2 separate regions of the Triticum aestivum genome follow, and region 2 is linked to region 1. A link is a contact called in public Hi-C data. All regions are on one chromosome and are shown on one strand. Each heading gives the region's core, a stretch centred on a gene start, on an enhancer-like site or on the middle of the called end of the contact. The rest is flanking DNA. Distances are from core to core; before and after follow the strand shown. Region 1 holds the start of LOC123188707 (E3 ubiquitin-protein ligase RHF2A). Region 2 holds the start of LOC123188708 (ubiquitin carboxyl-terminal hydrolase 8).

Evidence for each region. A called contact is a pair of places that touch in the nucleus more often than the background predicts.
Region 2: a Hi-C map of leaf shows a contact between it and region 1, with 4 times the contacts expected there. The contact joins the promoter of LOC123188708 here to the promoter of LOC123188707 in region 1. A contact is called at or near these places in 2 of 5 Hi-C or Micro-C datasets (both in leaf).

The regions. Positions count from the first base shown.
Region 1 is chr2A:374,984,230-374,990,967 of IWGSC CS RefSeq v2.1, reverse strand. LOC123188707 (E3 ubiquitin-protein ligase RHF2A) reads left to right here and starts at 4,401. Exons shown (of 8, transcript XM_044600940.1): 1 at 4,401-4,593; 2 at 4,782-4,998; 3 at 5,105-5,151; 4 at 5,636-5,698; 5 at 5,778-5,877; 6 at 5,982-6,310; 7 at 6,421-6,528; 8 at 6,630-6,738. The coding sequence starts at 4,867.
Region 2 is chr2A:375,266,502-375,273,122 of IWGSC CS RefSeq v2.1, reverse strand. LOC123188708 (ubiquitin carboxyl-terminal hydrolase 8) reads right to left here and starts at 3,073. Exons shown (of 12, transcript XM_044600942.1): 1 at 2,822-3,073; 2 at 2,511-2,738. The coding sequence starts at 2,934.

The sequences.
Region 1 (6,738 bases), core at 3,152-5,651:
GGAGGTAAAGAATTATATATAGGAAGTGCTGTTTCGGCTATCGGGACAAGTTTCGGGGTCACCGGTATTGTACCGGGACCACCGGAAGGGTCCCGGGGGTCCACCGGGTGGGGCCACCTGCCCAGGGGGGCCACATGGGCTGTAGGGGGTGCTCCTTGTCCTACATGGGCCAAGGGAACCAGCCCCTAGAGGCCCATGCGCCAAAGGGACAAGAGGAGGGGAGAGTCCTAAAGGGGGAAGGCACCTCCGAGGTGCCTTGGGGAGGATGGACTCCTCCCCCCCCCCCCCCTTGGCCGCACCCTTCCTTGGAGGAAGGGGCAAGGCTGCACCCTCCCCCTCTCCCTTGGCCCTATATATAGTGGAGGGAAGGGAGGGCAACCATACCTAAGCCCTAGCGCCTCCCTCTCCCTCCCATGACACATCTCCCTCCTCCCGCAGCGCTTGGCGAAGCCCTGTTGGAATCCCACTACTTCCACCACCACGCCGTCATGCTGCTGGATCTCCATCAACCTCTCCTTTCCCCTTGCTGGATCAAGAAGGAGGAGACGTCGCTGCTCCGTACGTGTGTTGAACGCGAAGGTGCCGTCCATTCGGCGCTAGGATCATCGGTGATTTGGATCACGACGAGTACGACTCCATCAACCCCGTTCTCTTGAACGCTTCCGTGCGCGATCTACAAGGGTATGTAGATCCACTCCTCCCTCGTTGCTAGATGACTCCATAGATAGATCTTGGTGACACGTAGGAAAATTTTGAATTTATGCTACGTTCCCCAACACATTTTCCCGCTACCATTGTCAGTGCTCATTAAAGGTTTGAGTCATATATGCATGATGTAGATGTTCGTTTAATTCTTATATTTCATCTCATCCAAAATCAATCATTGAATTGTGCATTGTAAAGGTAAAAACAAAAAGTGACAATTCATTTAGAAAAAAAAGTTTGGGAAATTAAGATATGTAAGATTCTGGAGAAGAAAGGAGAAGTGCTTGTGTTTTAAGGTTTGTGCATTATGTTTAAGTTCAACCATGGAGTCTTCTAGATTGTACATGTGGCAAAATGTGGTGGAATGTAGATAATATCCAACGGCCAGTAGTGCTCGGATTTGCCATCTCTGTACCGTCGGATTGGCTTCATCCAATGACCAACTTTCAAAGTTATTCGCACACTATATAGGTGTATAGATGTATAGATATATGTAGATCTGTCCCATGCTAGACGAAATAAAGTTTGAGCGCATGCGTGGGACGACCCCCCCCCCCCCCCGCTGTCGCCGCCACGAAGTGAGGAAACTGACATCGTACGTATTGAACCAGGCTTGGAGTCAGGTACGGTGTTCGGTTTGTAATGTAGTTGGTGGTCCATCGAAGTTGTGCGTTTGGGTTTTAAACACATCACACACCACCGTACCCATACATATTTTCTGGCCGCATGTAGTGTATACGGGGTCTTCTGATTGACCACGTCTCCCTTGTGCGGTTTTTTATGACATCACACATATCTATGGGCTCCCCGAGTGTATATATATCATCCCTTTGACCGATACTGAGGGGTATGTGTTGGCCATGAATGGATTCCTCCTAGTTCGTGTTAGGGCCGGTCACCGTCACATGTCACTCAACCAAAGCTCGAGCTCATGCGTTGTCAGGATTCCCTCCCACATGCTCAGATTGTTGGGTTCGACCTACATCAAAGCCTGCGTATCTCGTTCTTAATTACCTTGCCTTTATGGTTGTTGTCTGTATCGAGAGGTAGGCACCACATCTAAATTGTACATTATTCTATATTGAAAACACACATCACCCCTTCCCAACGTACATCATTTTGGGCCGCATGCAAGAGGTGCTGGTTTCTGGGTCATGTGGGAAGGACCCTCCATATCGCCGTCACTCACTAGGCGACGGTTCCAAATATCGTCGCAGAAAGGGGTTTAAAATCATTTGTATAGCACCGACGCGTTCCAGTGACACGCAGATGGTTGAGGCCGAGTGCGAGTGCCCCAGCCAGTGTCTGGGAGGAAGGGTTGGTAACGCATACGCAAGGGATGGGGGCGCACTCCAGCCGCTACATGTTGGATTCCACATTAAGGTTTTTCTGTTTCGATCTTTCAGAACAAAAGAATCGGGACAAAGGAACCCACGTTTATTTCTCAATTTCTTGATTGTAGGATCCTGCTATCTCTCTTGCCATGCAAAGCATATGGTAGGAAAGATATGTTTCCAAATATACTTAACACATTTTATTTCTTAGTTTTATTATTTCTAGATCTGCAACAAGTCAGGTTGTCATATAGCAATCTAGTTTTGTTCTACCTGTAGTCATTCCCTGCTTAACCTATTTCATGCAGGTATTCTATTGGGAACAAGGGTATGCATCCCCTATTATAACTTTTAGATTTGAAGGTCAGTCATTAGGTAAGAGTTTGGTCTGCGTAATTATCGGTTAGTTTTCTTACATTATATGTGGTCAAATATGGTGTTGCTCTCTTCCTTATTCTCTTATTGTAAGTTATCGATATATGTTGTTCTACTACCCTCCTCACTGCCAATCACAACGACATATTAATCAAAGCCTCTGGATCTGAATTTGCTATAGTTTGTACCTTGCAATTTCAATAGATTGATGAGCTCAAAATTGAGAAGATGGATTACTGTTTACTTTTTTTGTGCTGAAATATCAATCTAAAGAATGTCACACATTACCCATACCCAATTTTTACTAACTCTTTAAATCATTGCCAAATTTCCCACTGCAACGCGCCGGATATCCTCTAGTACTTCTATACGGTGGGTAACACCACCACCAATCTTTCTTGAAGATTTTTGTTTGGCGTCACATACATTGCATTATCTTCATAATTGGTTTGTATTCAACATTGGATCTGTCTTCACGATTTATCTTCAAGTTCTATTTGGATCTCATTTCCTATATATGTTTGGTGACTAGAACTAAGAGCGCAAGAATAAAATAAAGGAACAAGAGAGTAATGGAAATGATGAAATCAACAATAGGGCCAATGCGTTACAGTGGGGCTGTTGCGGACTTGGACTCATGGAGACACTCGCTATTTGATTGTACTATGGCCAAATGCACGCGAACATTAGCTTCAGAGGAAGTTGCCGAGCTAATGGTACTAACACATGCAAGCAAAGCATCTAACTTGATTTTTGAGTTGATCGAGGAACTTCCACAACCTGGGTTGACAATGATGTTCGTAACCTTGTTGGCAATTTGGATGCTCGACAAAAGATCATTCATACAACTATATTTTAGAGTTTGTTATCCACACATTGCTTCATTGGGAGTTTCATGGCGGACTTGGACGTGCTACAATCTCCAAAGAATGACAACTTGGCGAGGCAAAGGGACGTGGTCACGCCATCTTGGATCCCTCCTCCAACAGGCTATTGGAGTGAACGTCGATGTTGCCTTTACCAAGCAAGATAGTAAGGGTGCGGCGGCGATGATCGTAATATGTTTTGACGATGATATCATGGCAGCTTCGATTGCCATTTTTAAAGGTATTCAAGTCTTTGAGACTTTGGAATCACTCGTCTGCTAGGAGGCGCTCTCACTGGCAAGTGTTTTGCTCGTCCATAAGGTGAGAATTGCAAGCGACTACCTCTGGGTCATCAATACCCTCCGTGATAGTTCGATGTGTCACTATAGGAAGATGACAAAGGAGATTTTGGCAGGAGCAGGGTGTTCGAAATGATATCATTTGTTGATGTGAATATAGAATCGCATATGTTAACAACGGTTGATCACTGAGTGTGGCTGACTACTCCATCTAAGGACATGTATATCTCAAATTCCTTAAATAAAGTGGGTACTGTGTCCTTAAATAAAGTGGGTACTGTGTCTAAAAAAACTAGATGATTTCCCCGCGCGTTGCTGCGGGAGCTTAAAGATTAATTTTGGACACATTCTATATGAATGAAATGACCTAAATCAAAAGTTATTACTTTTGAATATAATTATATGTGAACAAAGGCTTTGCATATATGTTGGACTATTGGAGATGGAACAATTAAATTGGCGTATGCATGTCCTACAAGATAGTTCTAGTGGATGATGACCTGACATATTTGATGATGTGAAGGGATGCATGTTGAGAGAATTAGACTTAGTGGGGATCAACTATTTATGTATTATTATAGATTCCAGATATCTGTATGTCTCTAGGAAAATAGGAAAATATGATTAATATCCTTTAGTACGATTTTTTTAAACATCCTTGCAGAGTGAAATCGAAGAGCTGGAGCCAAATAATAATATTAGCACCACACCGTACCCCACCAACCCTGCTCCGTATGGCGGTCCACGCATGTCAGTGATGGAACCGCACAAACTAAGGACGGGCCCACCAGTTTTAGCGACCCCAAAACGGGTCGACATCTGGGTCTACCCGTCATTGGCGTGAAGCAGACGAGGGGCACGCGGAGAGAGAGAGAAGAGAGTTAAAGCGGCCATTTCTTCGTCGACCTCGTCGCCCCCGCGCAGGCGTGCTCCGTCGTCGTCGTCGTCGCGGCCGTCAAAGGAGAACGATTCCACACGGAGTTGCTGTTTTTATCCGAGAAGCCCGGATACTCGGTCAGAACCACTCGATCTCGATCTCTCGCTTTGTTAATCTTGGGTCTAGCTAGGTGGATAAGGTGCGATTTTGGGGGCGAATTTTCCTCCATTTCTTCATACAATCTTGATTGGTTTTTGAATGACCTCGATTGCTTGGATTTCCGCGCGAATTTTATATCTAATTCTTGCCGTTCGCGTTGTTGCAGGGATTGCGCGGGGGAGGCAGCGGTCCATTCCTGCGGTCGATTCGGTTCTTGATAGGCTAGTAAAAAGAGAGAGAGGGAGGGAGGGATGGACGAGAAGGCAGCCAAGATGGAGAAGCTCTCGTCGGCGGCGGCTTTCGTGGAGGGCGGCGTGCAGGACGCCTGCGACGACGCCTGCAGCATCTGCCTCGAGGCCTTCTGCGACAGCGACCCCTCCACGGTACCTACCTCTCGCTTGGGGATGTAATGGTGATTGGCCATGGAAATCTTTCGATTCGGTGGTAGACGTGTCTGAAGTTCTGGTTTCTTGTTTTGAACTGCCACAGGTTACAAGCTGCAAGCATGATTTCCATCTCCAGTGCATCCTTGAGTGGTGAGGACCATGTCAAGTTCTGTAACCATTCCGTTAGAAATTTAGAATGATATTGCCTGAAACTATCATACGAGTATGCAGTTTGCTGCTGTTAGGTTGTTCATGGTAAGATTTGAAACATCGATGAATTGATTCGAGAGCCACATTATATTTTCAAGAGTTGCAGTTTATATTTTGGATGCTGAATGATTGGTTTCCTGTGTTGCACTTTTTGGCCGGAGGATTTGTTGTTCTGCACCATTTATCTTCATTTCTTACTTCTGCCACTCATTCAGAACTTTCAGATGAAACTCTCAGATGAAACTTTCAGATGAGTACTATATAGTAGCTTGATCACTACAATGACCCATTGACTGTCACTTGTAATTCGGAAGGGTTGCAATTTCTCTTTGTAACTGTTGGTTGATTGGTTTACCACATCGTTGTGTTGCGACTGCGACTCCTTATCATATATTCTGATGTACTAACGTAATTGATGTTGTAGGTGCCAGAGAAGCTCCCAGTGTCCCATGTGTTGGCAGGCAATCAGCATGAAGGACCCTCTGAGGTAGAAATTCTTATGTAAACCAGGAGTGAGATCAATTGTACATTTCTAGCCAAGTCTCACTTAAATTCTTGAATTACAGTCAAGAGCTCCTTGAGGCTGTTGAACAGGAGAAGAATGTGCAAGCAGATCGCTCACGCACGACCGCCGTTTTTCGCCATCCAATGCTCGGACATTTTGAGGTGTCATTTCGCATTTCCATTGCCCTTCTACCAATTGCTTTCTTGCTGCCATGTCTCGATCCACCCAATGCCTGTACTGCTGCTGATGCTGCTATTTCTCCCAGGTACCAGTTGATACAGATGATGCTGAGCTTGAAGAACGTCTCGTGCAACACCTGGCCGCTGCTGCCGTGACACGTAGGTCGCACCGCCATGGTAGAAGGGAAGGCCACCGCGGAAGATCAGGACCACACGGTCGCACACAAATTGTAGTATTTTCGACAACTGAAACTACCTCTAGTGACCCCATTTCTTCAGATTCACCACAAGTAGGGGACAGTGAGCATTCTCCTGCTATAATGTCTGCTCCTGTGGATGCCATGGAAGAAGCATCTGCCAACATACTAGTGCACAATAATACTTCATCTAACTGCCCTGTTGGATCAAATGATAGGTGATTCCTATTTTCATATGATGACATAACTACCGGACGGCCTACATCGGTGTTTTTTTTTCTTCTCATGTATATTTGTTTAACACTCACTACATAATGACCTTGATCAGAATTTCTGGTGATGAAGCATCTCCCATCAACCAGGATGGAGCTGGACCATCCGATCCACAATCTTTCTCAAACACACTCAAGACTCGCCTGCAGTCGGTTTCGGTCAAGTAATACTCTCTGATTCCTTCAAACTTCAGAGACCTTTGGAATTGGAAAACCAACATTATTGTAGCCAACTTATATTTGTGGTCTCCCTTAACAATGCTAGGTACAAGGACTCGATAACGAAGAACACCCGTGGGTGGAAGGAACGGTGGCTCTCTCGGAGTGACACGATATCGAGTCTTGGTTCTGATGTGAGGAGGGAGGTTAATGCC
Region 2 (6,621 bases), core at 1,824-4,323, 280 kb before region 1:
TTCATACTTATGCTACTTACTAAAAATGAAATATGTAGGTCAAATAGGATGCAGAGCACGTCATTTATACATGGCTATCTAGTGTCTACACAAGGTTTATTGCATCCATGCTTGGGAGAAAAGGATTTTATAATAGCAACCCAAAACAAACTTACGCATGGAGGGGGCGCCGAACTCATCAGCATATCACAGTTAGCAACCTTAAGTTCTAGACTTAGAGCAAGGTCATGAATAGAAGAGTTAATACGAGCGTCACCGAGCACGTATCGCCACCGGTGAGCCTCCGAGCTCTCCAGACACGATCTCAGAGGAGGAGAAGCGGGTGGCGGTAGACCTGGCTGCCGGATTCGCCGGTGGCCGCTTCAAGGTGGTGGGTGCGGCGGCCAGGGGCGACGGCATCCACTTCCAAACGATGAGCGCTAGCCAAGGAGGTGGATGAGCAGCACCCCCGCTTTGCTGAGATGGCGGAGGAGCGTCGCTGGTGCTATGTCGAGGCGCAACTTGACGCAGAGCGTGCCAATGCCTTAACCGTGGAGGCACTCATGGCGAATCCGAAGATCGTCGCCAACAACCACGCGATCTTCGCGTCATTGGACAGCGCATGCATTTGGCCAGCCGCCAACGACGAGGAGGCCGGTCCCTCCGGTGTGGGGGTGATGAACACCTCCTCCGATGAGGAGTAGAAGACTAGAAGTAGAATTTATCTATATGTCCTGATGAATCTAGCTAGTTTAATGGCGATGAAGTAGTATGTACTAGGTAAATTAACTACTCTAGTATGGTAGAATATAGTGTTGTTGTTAATTATGGAACAAAGTGGTTTAAACATGTGTTTGAAATGAATTTGTGTGATAAAATTGTGTTCAAATTTTTTTAGGGAAATAATTTATAGGGGATCTGCTAGCTGCACAACAATGAATTCCCTAAAAAATAGGCAAATGGGTCAGGGAGAAGAATTTGAAATTTTAGGATAGGGGATCTGCTAGAGTTGCTCTTAGTCTGTTTAGCTCAGTTTGAACATTCATGCTACCAGGAAGACAAGCACCTCAGGAGTAGCAAGCATGGCATGTTAATAGCGAAGAGAGCGGCAATTTGGCTCGCGGGCTCTACTATATTTTCAAAAATACGAAAATGGTAATCAATACTTTTCAAGGATGTGTGTGTGTGTGTGCGCGTGCGCTTATGCGTGTGGGTGGGTGCGCGCGCGGGCGTGCATGTGTGTGTGTGTGAAGGGGAGCACGGTAAAGCTGTTGCCTTGTGACCATGAGGTCACGGGTTCGAGTCCTGGAAACTGTTGAAGTTTATATGTGGATTGCCTAGCCCTTTCCATTAGTTCGGACTTTTGGTTGTGTTGGCTAGTGCATGAAGCTTAACATGGTATCAAGGCCTATGGTCTTTCAAGGCCAAGCTTTCGCAATTTATCAAAAAATTGTTGTTGCCCCTCTTTGTGTCCACGTATAGGCCTCTTGAGCCATACCTTTTGAGTCTATTCACGTGTTGACTTCCCGCATCACACTTGAGAGGGGTGTTGAAGTGTATACGTGGATTGCCTAGCCCTTTCCATCAATTCGGACTTATGGTTGCGTTGGCTAGTGCATGAAGCTTAACATGGTATCAGGGCCTAAGGTTAGTTCGGACTTTTGGTTGCATTGCCTAGTGCATGAAGCTTAACAGAAACAACCTCTTGCAGAAATGTAGGGAAAGGCTGTGTACAAAGGACCCAAAGTGGTCGAACCCGGGCCATGCGCAAGCGGGAGGTACATGCACCGGGCTGCCCTTTTGTGTGTATGTATTCTACGTATCTGTTAACTTCTATTGAATAATATGTTAATTTGTAGTCTACATAGACAGACAAATCTATGCCTCTAAAACGGCAAAAGGTAACATATTTGTTTGATCCATGTATTTGTTTTTTTGTGTAAACCACAGATAAAACTATATATTTATGAAAATTTCTATATACATACTGCACAACTATATGTACATGTACAAAAAAGTATGTTTTTGCTTTAAGAAAAAAATAAAGGGTTACATTTCAGCCACTTAACAACCTGGAAAACTGAACCTAAATACATCAGTTTATTAGGTGCTTCAGCTTTGTAGGGAAACAGTAGGTGGTTTATCTACTGTAAATTTATTGAAAAATGAATATTTACTGAAAGGAAACAAAAAAAAGAAAATTCCAATTTTTTGGTTGAGTAATTAGGCTTCAACCCTGAAAATCCATAGTATTGTTTATGTGACCGAATTAACCAATAAGAGGAAGTCCAATTAACTGAATGCCCTAAGTTAAAAGCGTAAGCACTTGATCGGAATTCAAAATAGTCAGCACATGAGACTCACGTGTTACCATTATCACCGCATTACTACTAGAGCTGAATCTACCAACAAGCCAGCTCATGCGATTGCACCACCATTCTAGATTCTCACCCTCGAGCATTATTGCATCCAAGTTGTTACACAAGACAAAAACGAGGAGTAAACGAGGATGCGGAGTGACGCCGACTGACCTGGCGAGCGCCCGCGAGAGCTCGTCCGCCGGGACGAGTGCGTAGCTGCGGCTCCCTCCTGAGGTTGCGCTGGCGCGGCACTCCCCGCGGTCGAGGCGCAGCACGAGATCCGGGTGCAGGAAGCTGTGGAGGAGCCTGAGGCCATAATATGAGGGTGAGGCCGCCGGCGTGGCTGCGTAGCGGACCCCGCCCTCCTCTGCCGCCTCCTCCCGCACCCCCGCCCACCACCTGTGCAGCAGCAGCAGCAGCACATTGTTACCCCTGCTTGCGGGGTTTCAGCGAGGAGGTTGAGCGTGAGAGAGCGAGCGTACCTGAAGGGGACGAGGCAGACGGCGGCGGGGCAGGAGGAGGAAGCAGAGGGGGCGTCGCAGGCGGCGGAGGTGGAGGCGGAGGCCGGGGCGGAGGCGGTGGCGGCGGTGGCCATGAGGAGATGGGATCTCTGATCTGGGATGCGTGCGCGAGTGAGCTGGTGGTTGTTTGCTCGCTCGGCAGCTGCTGCCCTTTGTTTTTGTTTTGCTGCAGCTGGAGATGGATTTGATTTGGAGTTACTCCGGTATACTAGTTTTTCCTCTCTTTTTTTGAGAAATACTCCTGTATACTAGTAGTACTACTACTCGGTAGTAAATCTGGGATCGGGTTGGCTGTCTCTGCTGTGCTGGGCTGGCGCTTTCGAGAAGACGCGAGCGGGGAAAGGCGAAAGGGGATTAAAGCGGACGAAATTCTTCCTCTGAATTTTTTGACGAACTACTAAATCACGAATTGGCCCCATTTTGAAAAGAATTTCGTTTCTGACTTTTTTTATCACCCCAACATCCTTGGCGTCTGGTTCACACAGAAGACGCCATGGTCCTCGGTGTTTCACACTGGCTCACACTTGCAGACATGGCGCTGACGTGACAAAGTTCAAATGCCATAAATTCTGACGTTTAGGTGAGACGCCATAGGTCTTGGAATTTGGTCGTAGTCCATGTAAATAATAAAAGATGCATGCATCATTTATGGAGTTACTTCCGTGAATACTAATTCTCTTAATTTTTGTGAATACATAAATTGTATATCATTGCATTGATAGATTGAATAGAGTTACAATGGCTAGGCACGACCAGGGATAGAGAATGGTTATGCTAGCAAGGATAGGAAAATACAAAACTCAAGATGGATCAAAAGTGAATTTGGCCAGCCCTTTGGCAACAGCCGAAGCCCAGCCTAGCTTCGTCAAGGATGTTTTGCGTTAGGGCGTAGGTAGACGGTTGGATCATGTCGAAGGTGCACAGGTAATTAATGAGTTTCAAAAAAAGTTTAGTAATTAATGACAACCAACGCTGGAGCATGTGCGATTATCTCGTTCTAATTAGGTATCATGCACCCAATAAATAAGAAGGAGAAAATCAAGAAAATAATTGCCTTGCATTTTACGGCTAGTATTGTTGGAATCGGGGCTCCGCGGACCCAAACGAGGTTCAAACCCTGGGGCATGTATGAAAGATCTAGCCTAGCTACGGCCCCAAGCTCACTGCCTCATGGCTTGGCCTCGTCGGGTTAGAGCGAGCGGGAAGAAGAAGTGGACACATCAGTTTACCTAGGTTCAGGCTACCTTGTGGTGTAAATTCTACTCTTGCTTTGTGGTGGATTGCCTCACGAGGAGAATGAGCATGAACTAGTACAAGGGTGAGCTGCCTCGGAAGAGCTTAATGGCCGAAGGGTTGGATGGCCAAAGGATTCGATCCCCCTCCACGATGGAGTCTACCCTATCTTTACAGTGGCATTGGTCCTCTTTCCACATAGCTTAGGCGGGAAGGGATTTCACAATGATCAGTTTGAAAGGGGATAAGAGTATATCTTATCCTGACGAAAGGTGGTCTTCGCCTACAAAGCTTCTGGTCGTGGCGCAGTGATGGGCTCGGCGATGACATCCGGCCTACCGAGCTCGTGGTCTTGATCTTGTTGCACTGGAATAGAAACCTTTGGGGGATTCCTTGGAAACCCTTGTACGTCCTTGCCTTCTTAGCACCAAAGAGGAAATTGTCCTCTTCTGCGCCCACTGGCGCCCACCTGGCCTTGGTCGTCATGGCTCACGTCATTGCGCGCCTCGTAAGGTGAGGTGCTTGCATAGAGATCTCCGCTCCTCGGGAGGCCTTGGTGTCGTTCGCCTCGCGAGGCATGGGCCCTCGCGAGGGTCTTGCTTACGATTCCTTGGAACTGGGCCACACCGGGCCGTCGGTGGAGCCACGTGATGGCTCATGTCCGCGTCAGTATTTTTCCCGAAGAGAAAGGGATGATGCAGCACAGATATGGTAGGTATTTCCCTCAGTAATGAGACCAAGGTTATCGAACCAGTAGAAGAACCACGTAACACTATGTAAACGATACCTGCACACAAAAAACAAATACTTGCAACCCAACGCGTAAGAAGGGTTGTCAATCCCTCCCGGGTAAAAGATAGATAAATTTGTAGTAGATTGGATAAATAGATCTCGCGGGAACGTGAGGTAAAATAAATAACAATAAATTACAGCAAGGTATTTTGGGTTTTGGATTAATAGGTCTGAAGATAAGAGGCAAATAATAGATCGAAAAGCAAATATGATGAAGAAGAGACTCAGGGCCGTAGATTTCACTAGTGGATTCTCTCAAGAAAATAGCATACAACGGGTAAACAAATTACTGTTGGGCAATTGATAGAACTTCACATTATTATGACGATATACAGGCAATGATCATTATATAGGTGTGATGCCCTCGATTTGAACATACACTAATCATACATGCAAATATGTACGATCAAGATTAAGGACTCACGGGAAGATATCACAACACAACTTTAGACACAAATTAAAAATAATACAAGCTTTATATTACAAGATAGGGGCCTCGAGGGCTCGAATACATAAGCTCGAATACACAAGAGTCAGCGGAAGTAAAAATATTTGAGTACAGGCATAAGTTAAATAAGTTTGCCTTAAGAAGGCTAGCACAAAAGTAACAACGATTGAAAAGACAAGGCCTCCTGCCTGGGACCTCCTAACTACTCCTCGAAGCCGAACTCCACGTAGGAACATCATCGAGATCCTCTGGCTTCTGGACTCCATCATCTCGTTGCGACATCCGAGAAGAATGGAAAAGGGGGAAAGAGGGAGCAAAGCAACCGTGAGTACTCATCCAAAGTACTCGCAAGCAAGGATCTACACTACATATGCATTGGTATCAATAAAATGGGTAGTATCCATGGACTGAACTCTAGAATGCCAGAATAAGAGGGGGGAAGCTAGTCCTAGCGAAGACTACATTTCTGGCAGCCTCCATCTTGAAGCATATAGAAGAGAGTAGCCGGTAAGTTCACCAAGTACCATCGTATAGCATAAACCTACCCGGCGATCCTCTCCTCGACGCCCTGTGAGAGAGCGATCACCGGATTGTATCTGGCACTTGAAAGGGTGTGTTTTATTAAGTATCCAGTTCTATTGTCATAAGGTCGGAATACAACTCCTGATCATCCTTTTACCGAGGGATATGGCTATTTGAATAGATAAACTTCCCTGCAGGGGTGCACCACATTACCCAACACGCTCGATCCCTCTAGCCAGACACACTTTCCTGGATCATGGCCGGCCTCAAAAGATCTACACGTTGCAGCCCTATCTAGGCACAACAGAGAGGTCAGCACGCCGGTCTAAACCCTAAGCGCACAGGGGTATGGGCCCATCGCCCGTTGCACACCTGCACGTTGCGAACGCGGCCGGTGAGCAGACCTAGCAACCTCCATTACAAAGGAAGTTGCGTTATGCGGTCTAACCTGGCGCGTGCCGCTCAGTCACTGATGTCAATAAGGCTTCGGCCGATACCATGACGTCGAGTGCCCATAACTGTTCCCGCGTAGTTGGTTAGTGCGTATATGTAACGCCCCGAGACCGATGTGCCAGGTGTCGTCCAGTTATTCACTGTTGTTGCCTTGTCATTGCTTGCGTGTCATGCATTGCATATCATGTCATCATGTGCATTTCATTTGCATACATGTTCGTCTCATGCATCCGAGCATTTTCCCCGTTGTCCGTTTTGCATTCTGGCGCTCCTATCTCCTCCGGTGGTCCTTTCTACCTTCTTCTCGTGTGTG